2 separate regions of the Capra hircus genome follow, and region 1 is linked to region 2. Evidence: chromatin contacts called from public Hi-C data. All regions are on one chromosome and are shown on one strand. Each heading gives the region's core, a stretch centred on a gene start, on an enhancer-like site or on the middle of the called end of the contact. The rest is flanking DNA. Distances are from core to core; before and after follow the strand shown. Region 1 overlaps EGLN2 (egl nine homolog 2). Region 2 overlaps NUMBL (numb-like protein).

Region 1 (2,734 bases), core at 5-2,504, 100 kb before region 2:
CCTTCGGGCTCCCGCGTGCTCTCACCTGCAACACTACTTCCTGCCCAAGGTGCCCATTGAGTCTGGGGATCCTGCACAGGAACGGGGAGGGCCTATCAGCGGGTCTGAGCGTTCACTGCTGATGCACAAATGATTCCTTGCGTTGGCTTCTAACTGGGGTCTTTTTTGAGTAACCTTGGCACATCACCCCAGGGCACCTTTGTGATTCCTCTGCTTGTCTACACACTGGGTCCCCACCCAATTCAAGAACCCAGAATGCTTAAACCCCACCAACTTCCTAACGACCAGGGCGAGTTCCAGAGCAACAACGCCTTCATGCCCTTTGTCCTAGGTCTGGGCTGGGCAGGGAGGGGACCGGTCAGGACATGCCCTGGCATGCATGGGTTTCTCACTCCATACCCGTGTCCCCAGGAAAGCAGATGTGCCTGGGTGCAGGCCTGGCCCCAACCGAGATCTTCCTCACCTCCATTCTACTGCGGTTCTTCCTGCTCCCTGTGGGGAGCCACTCCGACACAGACCTCACCCGGCAGTGCACTGGCCCGGGCAACGTGCCCCCAGCCTTCCAGCTCCGCCTCGTGGCCCGCTGAAGGCAGATTCAGCTCAGCTCACTGGCTCTCAGAACTCCTTACCCTCTTCGGTCAATAAAGGCCTGAACTGCAGATGGAGGACTCTTTTCAAAAAGAGGTAGCAAGAGAGTCAGCTGTATGCAGCTCTGAGGTAAACTTTTATTTCTTGGCTGATAGGACTTGCACACCCATGCTCCTCCCAGCACCTTTATCCTGCCCAAGCAGTGGCAGCCTAGTCCAAAAGGTGCCATGGTTGACAGGGGTTAGGGAGTCACTTCACATTCCAGGCTGGAGGTGTGGGGGGCTTGGGGATATTCCCCCACAAACCTTTCCCAGCAAGAGGCCATGACTCACCCCAACCCCAGATCCTGCGTCCTGGCAGGAGGTGGCGATGCCTCCTTCCAGCTCTCCAAACCTGAGAGGGGCATGACCAGACAGGGCAGGACACAGGCCCCCAGCTCCAGTAACGGAAGGCCCCAACACTGGCTCCTGTCCAGGTCACAACCCCCGTCCCCATCCCAGGGCAGTAGAGGTCTCTCCTCCTCCTTGGTCCTCAGCAATGGACGGAGCCCTCCACACCAGGCAGGATGGAGGCAAAGTCAGAAGCAGTGGTGGTGGCGGGGAAGGAGCAGGCACCGAGACGGGCAGCACCAGGGCCCAGGGCTCTCCTGAAGCCAGGGCAAGCTGTCTGTCCATGCAGCTCTGGGACTGGCCACTAGGTGGGCGTAGTCGGCTGTGACACGGGCACTTGGACACCTTTCTGTCCTGATGCTGGGGAGGAAGAGGGACAGGGGATTGAGTCATCGGGAAGGAACAGAGGCCAAGGGAAACTGGGAAGATTGGGAGAGTATCAGAAGAGAGGGGCTCATGCTGGGGACACCAGGTGAGTCAACTGTCTAGGGAAAGCAGGCAAAGATGGGGAAAAACGAGCTGCAAGGTTCAGTGACTTCAGATTCATCAAGAGATGATGAGATTCATCAGAGATTGATGAGACAGCTTGAGGCCTAAAGAAGTACATGGAACAGGAAGGACTTAAGAGGCGGAGTCACCATTTGGGAAGCAGGTACCTAGCTGATACTTGTCTTTGGCTGCTGCTCGCTCCTTGGCATCAAAATACCAGACAGTGATGGCGTACCTGGGGACCAAAGCAGCCCCAGAGGGCCATTAGAGATCACACTTGATCCCACCCACTATCTCCACCGTCAGCCGCCCCCCCCCAGCCCCGCCCTCCGTCTTGGCATCCCCTCACTTCCTAGTCGCTCCAGGGGTCTGACAAGACTGCTAGCGCAGGCAGAGTAGCTGGGCACATCCCCAGAAATATGGATCCTACCTGGTGGCATAGGCTGGTTTCACCTCATGGGGGTTCCGCCGATCAGACCAGAAAATGAGCAGCCGGTCGAAGAGAGGCTCAATGTTGGCTACCACGGGCCGGCCCTCAGGGAATATCTGCAGCAGGCCGCCATGCACCTGAGGGCGGCCCAGAGGATGAGGCAGGAGGCTGGCCAGCACTGCCTGGAGCCCCGCCTCCCCTTGCACAGCCACACAGCCCCCAAGGGCCCGCCAGGGGGCATAGTAACTGCACGTATCACTCCCTCCCACCACTCAGACTCTGAAAATGAATGACAACCCAGGGTCTGCATCACCATGGAAACGGGCAGGAAGCTACTAAAGACGACAGGAAATGGGGCGGGGGAAGTGCTCCTTAGGCTGGGGGCTGGGCAGACTGCACCATTACCCAACACCAGGAGCCACCACCACACAGGCAGCTGGAAGGAGGTGCCATTTCCAGGAAGGGCCCCTAAAAGATTACAACGCCCCCCAGTGGGTTGAGAAGAGGACCGGGACCATACGAGCAGCTGAGCGGGGAGAGGAAAAGCCTCTGGGTGAACGCCGCCCCAGCCCACCATCCTACCTTGACGTCCCAGTTCTGATTCAGGTAATAGATACAGGTGATGCAGCGCCCGTCGCCATGGGGATTGTCCACGTGTCTCACGTACCCCAGCCCGTTTCCTGGGTAACATGCCACCATGGCCTGGCAGAGATGATGGAGACAGGGTTTACTGAGGCGAGCAGGCAGGGACTTTTGAGCAAGCCAGCCATTACCTCCTCTTTCTCACCTTTCAGCCCCTCACCTCTCCTCAAGGGTCCTGGGGGCTCCAAGGGTTCCA
Region 2 (2,754 bases), core at 229-2,728:
CACGGGCCTCCTGGGGAAAGTGGTCTTGGCTTGAGTGGGGATGAGGGACATTTTAGGGCTCTGACCAGTTTGTCTTAAGGCCAGGGCACATGGGGTAAGAAAGGCAGCATTGGAAAACAATCAAGGGGACTGAGGAGAGGCCCCATGCCAAGGGGAGGTATCTAACCATCTCTCTCCCCCATGTCTCTAGCAGAAGCAGCAGCTGCCCCAACTGCGGCTCCTGGCCCTGCCCAGCCTGGGCATGTGTCCCCAACACCAGCCACCACATCCCCTGGTGAGAAGGGTGAGGCAGGCACCCCAGTGCCTGCAGGCACCACTGCGGCTGCCATCCCCCGGCGCCATGCCCCCTTGGAGCAGCTGGTTCGTCAAGGTTCCTTCCGTGGGTTCCCAGCACTCAGCCAGAAGAACTCGCCCTTCAAACGGCAGCTGAGCCTACGGCTGAATGAGCTGCCATCCACGCTGCAGCGCCGCACTGACTTCCAGGTGAAGGGCACAGGTGAGCCCAGGACTCAGCAAGAAGGAACATTGGGATCAATGCCCCTGACTGTTCTGAGCAACAGATAGGGAAGAGGTGATACACATCACGATTGATTAGCACAGTGTGCCACTGGCAAAGGAAAGGTGGAACGCATCATGATCAATTAGCAATGTCTGCCATCAGTCTGGGCAAGGAGAGAGGAAGTGTAAGCTGTGATCCATTAGCAATGTCTGCTACGGGTAAGGGATAGCACAAAGGTAGCTCAAGTCATGATCAGTTAGTACTGTCTGCTGTAGTTAGGGACAGGACAGAGGTGGCATACATAATGATTGACGAAAACTTCCGTGGGCAGGGGAGAGGAGAGCAGCTGGGCCCGGATGGCATGCTGTTGCTCAGGAGACTGAAGCACCATAGGCTAATGTGTCCTTCCAAGCTTTTGACCAGTACAGCCATGAGATGCAGGTGAAGGATACAGGTTCAGAGGAATGTCTGTTTAGGGCAGGGAGAACAGAGTGATGGCAGACATCACGGTCTCCTTACAGTGTCTGGCATGAACAAGAAAAGAGAGTAAGGTGGCACACCACATGATTAATTACCAAAATTTGTTTTGGGCAAGCAAGAAGAGAGAGCAGGATCGTTACATTTTGCTCAAGAGATGAATCCCAGGATTTGGCTTATGGAAGCAGGAGACGAAGGGCACAAGTAGCCTGGGGATCATGGAATCAGGGAGCACAGTGACAGATTCGTCATGTTGCTTGTGGATAAAGGACTGTGGGAGGCAGGACCCATTGTTACTGATTAGACATGCCTTCCTGGGAGAGTGACAAGGCAAAAGGTAGTGTGTCATCATTGATTAGCAATGTCTGCCACCCTGGTGATAGGAGAGAGGCAATACAAATGTCCTTTTTTGTTGGAGGAAAGATGGAATTACCAGTCCTTTCTTACAGCATTTGGCCAGTAGAGCCTTGAGGTCTTGCCAGGTGAGGGGTAAAGTGAGCAAACAGTTTAACGGGAGAAAAGCATCGTGTTTGATTACTAATGTCTGCCATGGACCAAGAAAAGGAGAGAGACTGCATATGTCATGATTTAAAAACAACGTCTGCCATGGGGAAGAGAGAAGAGAGGTGGCATGGAACTGTGTTTTGCCCGAGGGAGACAGGCTGGAGGGTTGCCTTTCCTCCCAGCTGTCAGTGAAGTCATGCGGTCTGGCTCGCTCTCCTGTTACCATATGCCAGATCTGTGACACCTCCCCCTTATGGCCCCTGGGATTGGTGTGGGAGGTGTTGATCTGTATCCAAGAGGCTGGGCTAGTCCAAAAGGTGACTGCAGAGCAGGTGCCAACGCTTGTTGGGAATGACGCACGCTCACTCCATATCCTGCAGCTCACTCCCGTGTCCTGCACACACCCTCGCATTTGCTGTCTTCATTAAGCAGCCTGCCAGTAAGCACACCCCCAGGGCTCTCACATCTGCTCTCTGAGGGGGCAGACACCCCAGACTTCATGTGGAGGCCTCGAGTGCCTGTAGCCAATTGCACACTTGCTTGGATGTGACTTGCTACCCAGAAATTTCATAGACTCACATAGATGTCCCACTCTGCTGCGGGTATCATGCTCGGAAGTCACACACTTAGAGAGAGATGCAACCGAAAGTCACACACGCACACACAGAAGTTGCAGAACCAGGTGTGACCATTATACACACTTAGAAAACACATAATCAATACAAACTGTTATATATAAAACAGATAACCAAGGCCCTGCTGTATAGCACAGGGAACTATTAATATATTCAATATCCAGTAATAAACCATAATGGAAAAGAATATGAAAAAGAATTCACACACACATATATACATGGATGTATGTATAACTGAATCACTCTGCTGTCACACACTGCTTGACTCTCGTACCAGTCAGGTGTGACACACACACGTGCACAGTCATTTTTGTGGCCATGGCCGCTTGGCTACTGCAGAGTGAGTGCGCTGACACACACACCTTGTGAGGGCCACCCGCAGGGCTGGGGCCAAGGGCAGGGCCTGCTCACTGACCTCCGTCCTTTCCTGACCTCCCAGTGCCTGAGATGGAGCCGCCTGGGGCCAGTGACAGCGACAGCATCAGTGCCCTCTGCACGCAGATCAGCTCGTCGTTCGCCAGTGCTGGAGCCCCGGCATCAGGGCCCCCGCCGGCCCCTACAGGTAGATGCCGCCCTTCCCCTGAGCCAGAGCCCTGCAGTGCTGCTCCCGCCTCCCCCTGCTTCTTTCAGGACCACTGC

What was found. Hi-C and Micro-C count contacts between places; a contact is called where the count stands out from the background.
Region 1: a contact with region 2 is called in a Hi-C map of blood, with 9 times the contacts expected there. The contact joins two enhancer-like sites. A contact is called at or near these places in 4 of 5 Hi-C or Micro-C datasets (blood and liver).

The regions. Positions count from the first base shown.
Region 1 is chr18:50,947,976-50,950,709 of ARS1.2, reverse strand. EGLN2 (egl nine homolog 2) reads right to left here. Exons shown (of 6, transcript XM_018062448.1): 3 at 2,479-2,598; 4 at 1,897-2,033; 5 at 1,634-1,701; 6 at 704-1,337. The coding sequence ends at 1,282. Among named protein-coding and RNA genes, the nearest start is that of EGLN2, 8.5 kb to the right of the region's middle. Within about 2 kb of position 1,254, at least 4 of the 5 cell types and tissues checked have an H3K27ac peak or open chromatin away from gene starts, as enhancers often do.
Region 2 is chr18:50,845,040-50,847,793 of ARS1.2, reverse strand. NUMBL (numb-like protein) reads left to right here. Exons shown (of 10, transcript XM_018062436.1): 8 at 194-496; 9 at 2,555-2,677. Among named protein-coding and RNA genes, the nearest start is that of NUMBL, 20 kb to the left of the region's middle. Within about 2 kb of position 1,478, at least 4 of the 5 cell types and tissues checked have an H3K27ac peak or open chromatin away from gene starts, as enhancers often do.